Linked DNA regions of Mus musculus: region 2 is linked to region 1. Evidence: chromatin contacts called from public Hi-C data. All regions are on one chromosome and are shown on one strand. Each heading gives the region's core, a stretch centred on a gene start, on an enhancer-like site or on the middle of the called end of the contact. The rest is flanking DNA. Distances are from core to core; before and after follow the strand shown. Region 1 overlaps Gm41257 (a long non-coding RNA gene). Region 2 has its middle 180 kb from the start of Gm41258.

What was found. Hi-C and Micro-C count contacts between places; a contact is called where the count stands out from the background.
Region 2: a Hi-C map of bone marrow-derived macrophages shows a contact between it and region 1, with 16 read pairs. The contact joins two enhancer-like sites. A contact is called at or near these places in 1 of 15 datasets of contacts at CTCF or cohesin (the NIH/3T3 cell line) and 1 of 484 Hi-C or Micro-C datasets (bone marrow-derived macrophages).

Annotation. Positions count from the first base shown.
Region 1 is chr15:5,294,752-5,299,629 of GRCm38.p6, reverse strand. The region is part of intron 1 of Gm41257 (a long non-coding RNA gene); the gene reads right to left. Among named protein-coding and RNA genes, the nearest start is that of Gm41257, 43 kb to the right of the region's middle. Within about 2 kb of position 2,454, at least 3 of the 459 cell types and tissues checked have an H3K27ac peak or open chromatin away from gene starts, as enhancers often do. A contact at or near this core is called in bone marrow-derived macrophages, where this site is marked.
Region 2 is chr15:5,854,530-5,859,407 of GRCm38.p6, reverse strand. No RefSeq gene overlaps it. Among named protein-coding and RNA genes, the nearest start is that of Gm41258, 180 kb to the right of the region's middle. Within about 2 kb of position 2,972, at least 2 of the 459 cell types and tissues checked have an H3K27ac peak or open chromatin away from gene starts, as enhancers often do. A contact at or near this core is called in bone marrow-derived macrophages, where this site is marked.

The DNA.
Region 1 (4,878 bases), core at 1,205-3,704:
ACACTGCCTTTAATGATCTCCAAATGGGTTGAGTTGTTTGTTTGTTTGTGGGTTTTGGTTTTGGTTTTATTCATTTGGTTGTTGGTTTGGGAGGTTTGTTTTGTTCCTTCTTCATAAAAACACCATGTCTCCAAGACAGGACCTTGCAAATGATATGGGGAAAACCCCTTCTTTGATTCCTATGTTTAAAAAGATTCTCAAGTGCAACACAAACTAAATGGAATACCATAGGGAAATGTCACCTCATCCAACATTTCAGATATTAGCTCTCATTGATAGTGAAGAAAAAAGAGGCCAAATTCAGTCCATGAATCTCCTGACAAAGTGTGGACTTTAAAAAACTAACAAACAGAATTAATCTACCACGACTGTTTTCCTGTGTGTGTGTGTGTGTGTGTGTGTGTGTGTGTGTGTGTGTGTGTGTTCTCAGGTGTTATGAGTATGTTATGAGTATGTGTACCAGAAGTCATTCCTCAAGTGGTGTCTCCCTTGTTTGCCTGAGACAGCATCTCTAACAAGCCTGCAACTTGCTAAGCATGCCAGGCTGGCCAGCCAGTGAGCACTGGCAATGTATGTATCTCCTCCTCCCTAGCCCTGAGATTACAAGTGTAAGCTTATATGGGGGCCAACTTTCTTCTTATATGGGTCCCAATACTCAAACTCAGACTTCCGTGTTTACATGGCATGCATAGCTAAGTTGCCTCCCCAGCCCAAAGGCTGATTTCAATGTTCTGAAAAAAAAAATCCAGACTTAGTCATTACTAATGGTCTTTCGTCATCTCCTATGAGGAATTAGTGACACTGAAGTAAAAAGAAAAAAAAAATGTGTACTGATATCATAAGAATCATACAATGAAAGAATATTTGCTGTTTAAAATCTGTACCTGTGTTGCTTTTCACATATTTCCATTAGGTTTTCAAGGAAGAACTGTCTAGAAAACATAGCATTGCATGGAAGTAGGACAAACTTAAAACCCTTGTGTGTTTAACTTTTGCAGTAGGAGAATCTCCCACAGCTATACTTGTCAAGATCATCTATGTGTTTGTATTACTAGACATTTCTAGCTTAATATCCAGAGGTGAAATATAGAAATGCTATAGAAATGTGATTATATCAAACATGGTTATTACTCAGAAAATATTCCACAAAGTTTACATCTTATGATGCAGTTTTGGGGGATAGTTAAATAGGTTTTTAGTACCGGGCATGAATTCCCTCTTATTAAGCAAGTCTTAAGTCTCATTATGTGGCTGTTGGTTACCACTAAGACAAAAGTGCCACTATTGCACTTCTGAGTGCATCTTGCTGTGTTCACTATTGTGGTTCATGGGCTTTGTAACTGGTTTGGACTATTGGTTGCTTTTCTCCCTAGGCAGCTTATATGGTACCTTCAGATGAGAGTTGGTACTCAGAGTTGAAACTTGCAAGTCAGTTCCAGGTCGATTTGTCAAAGTCCTGTGTCTGAAGTAGGTGGTGCCTTCAGCAATAGGATTTATCTTCGAGTTTTGAGAAGCAACCAAGGGTAACAAGAATAGCTTACATTGTTTTGGAAGATCCTTGGGACCTGTGGCTGTGCCTGACAGTGGAGGTTTTGTTAGATAATCTACGGCTCCAGGGGAGAGTACCATCCCTTCAAGTAGTATAACTTCATTTAAATATATACATATATGAATATGCATATGTATGAATATGCACACATAAATTTCTATGTATGAATATGGAAGTAACAGGGCAGTACAAGCATAAGTGTCTCCATAGGAGGCATTTACTAAAGTCCTCCTACAGCCCTGGGTTCCACGGTAGAAGAAAAAAAGGAAGACACAATTTAGACTCATACAGTGCTCAGAGTGTTATTTTCAATGAGGTCCTAAAGTCATACCTGATACATAAGATGTTACTGATACATTTTGGCTGGGTTACATGGGAGTTTACATTTACATGGTTGTGCTATACCGGGTAATATAAGGTTTATGTCTTCATAGAACAATTGTCCTAGATTTTGCTTTGTTTTGTTTTGGGTTTTGGGGGGGGTTTGTTTTTTGTTTTTGGTCAACTTGACACAGATAGGGTCATCTGGGAACAGTGACTTGGGCTGAGAAAAATGTCTCCATCAAATTAGCCTACAAGCAAGTCTGTGAGTTATTTGCTTGATTAATGATTGCTGTGGAAGAGCCCGACTGCTTCCCTTAGATAGGTGGCCCTGGGTTATACAAAAACAATGAGCTGAGTAGGCCATGGAGAAAAAAGCCAGTGAGCTCCATTTTAACATAGTCTCTGCTTCAGTTCCTGCCTCCAAGTTCCTGTCTTGAATCCTGTCCTCATTTTGATGGTGGACCGTGATATGAAAGTATAAGCCAAATAAAGCCTTTTCCCCCAAGTTGCTTTTGATCAGATCATTTTATCACAGCAGCAGAAGCCAAACTAGGACAATGATGAGCACATGAAACAAGGAAATAAGAAATAAGGAAGTGCAGTGGAGTGTTGACTCAGTAGTTAAGCCCACTGGCTGCTCTTGCAAAGGACCCAAATTCGGTACCCAACACCTATGTGGCACTTTACAAGCAACTGCACTACATTTCCAGAAAATCCAATGCCCTCTTCTGCCCTCACCAAGCATGTGTGGGATGCACATACACACATGCAGACAAAATATTTATACACATAAAAAATAAATAAAGTATTAAATAAGAAAATGAAGAAGGTGAGGAGGAGGAGGAAGAAGAAGAAAAGATGTGACTACATTATGGGTTTCCACTCTGATTAGAAAAAAATACCCAAAATTTTTTGTAGTAACATTCACAACAATGAACTCGCCAAAATACTTGGTGCATTAATAAAATAATTAGCAATCAACTAAAAGAGTGCTAATTAAAACTTTAAGCTGGAACAAAGGCTATCACGTTGTGGGACCATGAAAGGCAGCCTGTTTTCTGGTCAAGCTAGGTTAAAACCCCAAAGACCCAACAGATTAATCTGCAAGGGACAGAAAGCCCATTTGCCATGCTCCCAGATATAAGCCCCCGACACAAGGACCCAGCTCCATAATTCTGTGGCCATCAGGCACTTAGGCTGTCTGGACTCCACCCCCACAGTTACCTGGCAATAGCCAGGTATGCTCCTCCCCACAGTTGCCTGGCAACAACAAGGTAGCCCAGCCCACTATAAAAGAAGCTGCTTGGCCCCTCCTTTCTCTCTTCTCTCTTAAGCTCTTGCTCTTACTCTCTCCTTTTGCTCTCCTTCTTCCCCCCCCCCCCACTTCTCCCCTCTCTCCACATGGCCATGACCACCCTCTTCTCTACTCTTCTCCCTCTCTCTGCCTTTCTACAATAAACACCTTGAAAGCATGGACCATCTCTTCTCATCAAGATCCACCGTGCTGGAGCAATGGAACAGGCTTCCCTCTAAGGAGCCACGCATCTAACCTCCCACTGGGAGGCCTCCCTGTGCTCTGGCCACAGCTATCAGACAACCCAAGTCGCCTGCTGAGCTAGCAGCCTGAGCTAGCCAGACTCTCTCATCCCTACAGTAACCAGCTAGAGCTTTCCCCCTGCCCTCCCTTCGGGAGGGTCTGTTCTCAGCTCTTCCACAACATACAGTGGTCTGGGATGTCTGAGAGCAAGAACTTGTTGTCCCTGGCAACATGCGTCCAGAAACCCCAAAACCAGCTCCTCCGTGGTACCCAGCAGTCTGTAGTGCCCCAGAGTCAGAGTCTGCACCTCCCCCCCACACCCCCGACCATCCCCCGAAGCGGGGTTCTGTGGCCTGTGAGGCCCTACTCTCATCCCGAGGGGTTCTGTGGGATCCAGCAGCAATCTTCCCGAGCTCTGGTGGGACACAGGTCTCTCCCACCCCTTTATTTCCCCACACCCAGTGCCCAACATCATTAGATAACAGACACCCTGTCCAATGGAGCATTCACACCTTATTCCCAAAACCAGGCACCAACTTCCATCTTTAGCCTCCTTTTCAATCACATGAAAGTCGCCAGGAGACAGACTAAACGGAAGCCATAGATGGCTGGGTCTTCTTAGTGCTGGTGGTCTGGCCCGTACATCTTTCTTCACAGATGTCACTTCCCAATTCTCAGATGATAAAAGATTTATTTGTGTTTTATTGTTGTTGTCCTTGCTGTTTGTTTGTTGTGATGTCTCTTTTGCTTCCTTGGTAACTACTTGTTGCCTTTCAACAGAGACCTCTTGATGCTTCTCTTAATACTCTCCCATTCACCTCCCCTCATGAGTTTTTGAAGGGGGAAAAAAAAACAATTTACTTAATTGATCTTTACTTTCTAAGAGCTAATGGAAATCTTCATTTTCAGTTCTGATGCAGAAAGGTGTCAAAGGTATGAACTGATTGATTTTTAATCAGGTTAATCCTCCTGCTGGAAGCCTTCACTCAAAATAACTTCTTTAAAAATGACCAATTGATTAATCAATCCAGCTACTATAACAAACCTTTAAGTTTATTCCCTCTCACTGTCTTAAAGAAGAAAAAAAAAGTTAAAGAAGGCACTATTAAGAAAAAGAAAAAAAAAAAAAAACTAAGGAAAATTGCTTGCTGCTGTAAGGTTGTCAAATAGTGTTTTACTTACACAACATGAAATTAGTTTAGTCATTTAACGTTCCAGAAATTGTAGAATATAAATACAAATGTGGCACTTGTCCAAATATGGCCTATTAATAACAGCATTATGTGACATTACCAGCCCAACGTTGCCTTTATTTGTACTCTTTTATGAAGTGATTCATTTCTTCAATCTTCTTCAAGAATCCCTATAAAAATTCATCCCCTTAGAATGAGCACAAAAATGTTTCTCCATTACATTATACTAAAACATACCAGAAAGAATCAGCATGCAGCATAATAAGACATAATAT
Region 2 (4,878 bases), core at 1,723-4,222, 560 kb before region 1:
ACCCTGACTTCTTCTTTTCCTATTTGCATCACTTTTAGTGCTCTTGTCTTATTGCTCTATCTATACCTTCAAGCACTATATTGAATAGAAGAAGAGATAATAGACATCCTTGCCTTGTTCCTAAACTCACTGGGAACACTTTGAATGCTTTACATCTAGCATGGAGGCACATATAGGTTTGCCATATACACCCTTAATTATGTTGATGTAAGTCCTTTCCATGACATTTATCAGGAAGAGGTGTTGAACTTTGTGTTTCTAATAAGATAATCTTGTAATTTTTGTCTTTAAGTCTGTTTATGTAATGGATAGCATGTATTGATTTTCTTGCATATGAAATCATCCGTATATATCTGTAATAAAACTAATTTGGCCTGGATGATCTATTTGATATGAACTTGAATTTGGTATGCCAGTATTTGATTGGAAAATTTTGCATCTATGTTCACAGGAAGTTCAGTCTATAAATTTTCCATTGTTTTGTCTTTACTGCATTTTGATGCTGAGATAGTAATAGTTATAAAACATTTTGGGTGCTTTCCTTCTTTTTCTACTTCATTGAATACCTTGAAATGTACTTCTGTTAATTTTTTTGAAATTCTCATCTTTAAACTGATACAGTACCTCAATATTGAATCTGATATCCTACAGCTGCTAGAAGAAACAGTATGGAGAATGATTCAACATAGAAACACAGGTGAGGAATTTCTGAGTAAGACTCTAATAGCACAAAAATAAGGTCAACAAAAGTGATCTCAGAAACTAAAACACTTCTATGCAACAACGAAAATTATGAGCCAGGTAAATAGGGAGCTCGCAGAATGGGAAAAATATCTTTGCCAGCTATTCATCCAACAGATGATTGAAGTTCAGTATATACAAGTAGATCAAAAACAAAACAAGGCCAAAGAAACCAAAAACTAAACATTATGAAAATAATCAGCTTCTGTCCATTGGTTGGGTGAAAATATCTGCATCTGACTCATTTAGCTGCTTGTTGGGTCTTTCAGAGAGCAGTCACGATAGACCCCTTTTTGTGAACATTCCATAGTCCCAGTAATACTGTCAGGCCTTGGGGCCTCCCTTGAGAGGAATCCCTATTCGGGCCTGTCACTGGACCTCCTTTTCCTCAGGCTCTTCTCCATTTTTGTCCCTGTAGTTCTTTTAGACAGAAACAACTCTGGGTCAGAGTTTTTGACTGTGGGATGGCAACCCCATCCCTCCTCTTTATGCCTGGGTTTTCAACTAGAAGTAGGGGGGCTCTACTTGTTTACTCTCTCCATTGTAGGGCATTTCATCTAGGTTCCCTCCCTTTGAGTCCTGAGAGCCTCTTACCTATCCCAGATCTCTGGTACATTCTAGAGGGTCCCCCTAACTCCTACCTCCCAAGGTTGCCACTTTCCATTCTTTTTGCTGGCCCTCACTGAGCTACCATCCAGGCAGCATACACCAGTTGATGTGAGGCCCCCAACACATATACAGCAGAGGACTGCTGGGACTGGACTCAGTCAGAGAAGATGCACCTAACCCTCTAGAGACTGGAGGCCCTAGGGAATGGGGAGGTCTGGTGGGGTGGGGGTTGAGGGGGGGTATGAGATGTTGAACAGTCAGAGGGTGGACCAAGAGGGGGATAAATTCTGGACTGTAGAAAAAGATTAAATAAAAAAAAGAAAAAAGAAAATAATCAACTTAATTAAAAATGAGCTATGGAGCTAAGCAGAAAATTCAGAAGAATGCAAATGACTAGGAGACACTTACTGAAGTAATCAATGTCCTTAGCCACCAGAAAAATGCAAATAGACACCAATTTAAAATTCCCCCTCAGTATAGTCAGAAAAGCCAGCTCAGGAACACAAATAACAAATACTGACTTGGGTGTGGAAAATGAGACTCTCGTATACCATGGGTGAGACCATAAACTAGCACAGCACCTTTGAAAAATGTTCTGGAAGCTTCCCCCAAAAAACCATAGAATAGAACTGCTGTATGACACAGTCATAGCATTCCTGAGAAAATAACACGTGTTTCACATCCCTACCTGGCCATTCAGTATTCTGTCATGGAGGTCTGGAACCAGGTATGATATTTGATATGTCTTCTCTGTAACCAGTCTTCAATGGTCTTCCTGATCCATGAAAGCTAAGGTTTGGTGTTTGCAATGGATTTCTCTTTTTCTCTGTTGATTTCTATAAGTGTATGTTGTCTTCAGAAATATGATAACCAGGGGCAATGTACATAGCATGTGATTTTTTTTGAGACCTATGAGGTCTCTGTGATCAATGCTTTGAGTGGCATTATCCTAGACTTGAACTGCATTTTTTTTTCATTCATTAACACTTCTTCTCAGAGTGGTATTGTCTACCAATACAGGTTACTTGTTTTTGAACATGTTACTATCTTTTAAGTTCCAGTTTGAAATTAGCTTACTATCTGGTCAGAGTCCATAAAGTGCTTTCATAGAAGTTTAGTTTTGTGCAAACCACCAACTTTCTGCTCATGTCCTCTATCTACCCATCCTTATCACTACATAATCCTTTAACATTGTATTCTCCCATCTTTTATACACAAATTCTAATCACCCTTCACTTAGATTTGCAATTTGGGTTTTTAGATATGCTTCCATATAAAACAAAAGGGTGTTAAAGGATATTTGGTCACAGTTTGAACCTGAGACTCTGACATTTACTGGATGTAAAAAAATAATAATAATAATAAATAAAAATAAAACTCTGTTTCTAGTGGTGTGGCTCATCCTTAGCATACACTTTTAATCCAAGAGCTTTCTGTTTATTGTAAACACTATAAAATAAAATCAACCAGAGGTCAAGGGGAAGAACATGTGACCAGTTGACAGGAAGTGAACACAGAAAAAACCATAGAGAGTAAGAGGAAGTCAGGAGGACACATAGAGAGACTTAAAGGAAGTAGAAAGGAGGGATATTGAGTTTGAGTGGGGGTTGGATCTGTGTGGAGGAGAACTTCCTTTCCCTCTGGAACTTAAGCCAAAGAGGAACTTCAGCTGAGTACTTTCTCTGCCTCTCCAAGGTGGCAGGCTTTCACCCCAGCATCTATGCCAAGTCTTTACTGGTAAAATTGAATGAGTGAGATTTTGTTTAAAAACAACAGAGGGGCTTTCTCTGACTGATACCAAGATCCCTGTCGATCTCCTAGGCCTGGATCAATCATTTTGTTATTTTGATAGATGGGAATATTACCAAATTGCCATCTAAATACTTAGCACTTATATCTATAGACCAGATTGCTTTCAATCTTGTTCAGAGAAATGTGTGTGTGTGTGTGTGTGTGTGTGTGTGTGTGTGTGTGTGTGTGTGTAGACAAAAGTCAATGAGAGATCTATGACTTGTCAAACTCCTAAGAATAGGAGATGCAGAGTCTAGCCTTAAATAGACATCTACATTAATCCCACCCCATCTGCAAGGCTCAGGGAACACCACCAACGAGAAAGTGAAAAGATTATAAGACTCAGAGGATTGCTGTCTTCTGGACACAACAGGGCAATCAAAATCAAGACGTCAAAATCAACTGTGGGTACCAGCATAAGACCTAGAAAGGACTGGGATAGCCAAAATCTTGGCATAGCCATATATTCAAGAGTATTTTGGCAATGGCTTACTTTTTAAGGGAGAGGAAATCATTTTTTACTACCGATGTACGCAGTGGTAGTTTTCCCATGCTCAAGTGAATGCTAACATACCCATACACAACTGGGCAACACTAACGGGACATGAAATTGGAATGGGAGCCTGGCAGTAGTGGCACATGCCTTTAATCCCAGCACTTGGGAGGCAGAGGCAAGTGGATTTCTGAGTTCGAGGCCAGCCTGGTCTACAAAGTGAGTTCCAGGACAGCCAGGGCTGTACAGAGAAACCCTGTCTCGAAAAACAAAAACAACAACAACAAAACCAAAAACCAAAAAACAACAACAATAAAAAAAATCAAAACAAAGAAAAATTGGAATGGTTGTTTTGAAGGGATATGGGAGGAGCTGGAGTGGGGAATGGGTGGATGTGATCATATTCCTTTCTATGTATGTATGAAATTTTCAAACATAACAAAAATGTTTAAAAATTAGTTTGTCATTAACCACAGAATACTGATGAACTAAATTTCTGAGGAATAATACTCAGTTACATTCTTGTCGGGTTTTCTTAATTTTTAGGAGCTATAAAATATCTCAATGATTATGAGTATGATGTACTAGGCAGGACATCCAGTAACTTTTTTCTCAGTTACAAATCTTTCTCATTTTTTCCCAGACAGAATTTGAATTAGGATAGTGATGGTGGCTACAGATAGCAGTGCTAAGTAATAAATCTGAGCCGATTACACTGCTGATTATGGAGGGGTCGAGGCAGGGGTTGGAAGGATGAGAGGGAAAGTGATGCAATTATGTTTTAATTAAAAATGTAAAATAAATGCTGAGGGGTAGTAGTGGCATTAGCTCTCCAAAGCTAATAAATGCATGTGTGGAAGAGGGAGATCAGGGGTCATGTCTTCATTTGCTAGGTAATTTGTTTTCCTGTGGAATTGCTTTATGTTCTGCATGACACTGGCTCACAGGACTGGAACATAAAATGCTAGCTAGAACACAAGGTAATGTTTATAGAAGAAAAATGGGTGTGTAGAGAGACATTCTCCCAGATGTAAGATGTCTCTGCCTGGGAAGATGGATCAATGCATAAAAGAATTTGCCACAAAGCATGATAACCTAAGGTTAATGCCCAGGACCCATACGGTGGAACGAGAACAGTTCTTGAAAAGTGTCTTCTGACTTCCATATGTGTGCCATTGCAGGCTTGTTCACAAACATACTCGCACAACTAAGTACTGCTGAGGATAGACTTACAGACATTCCAC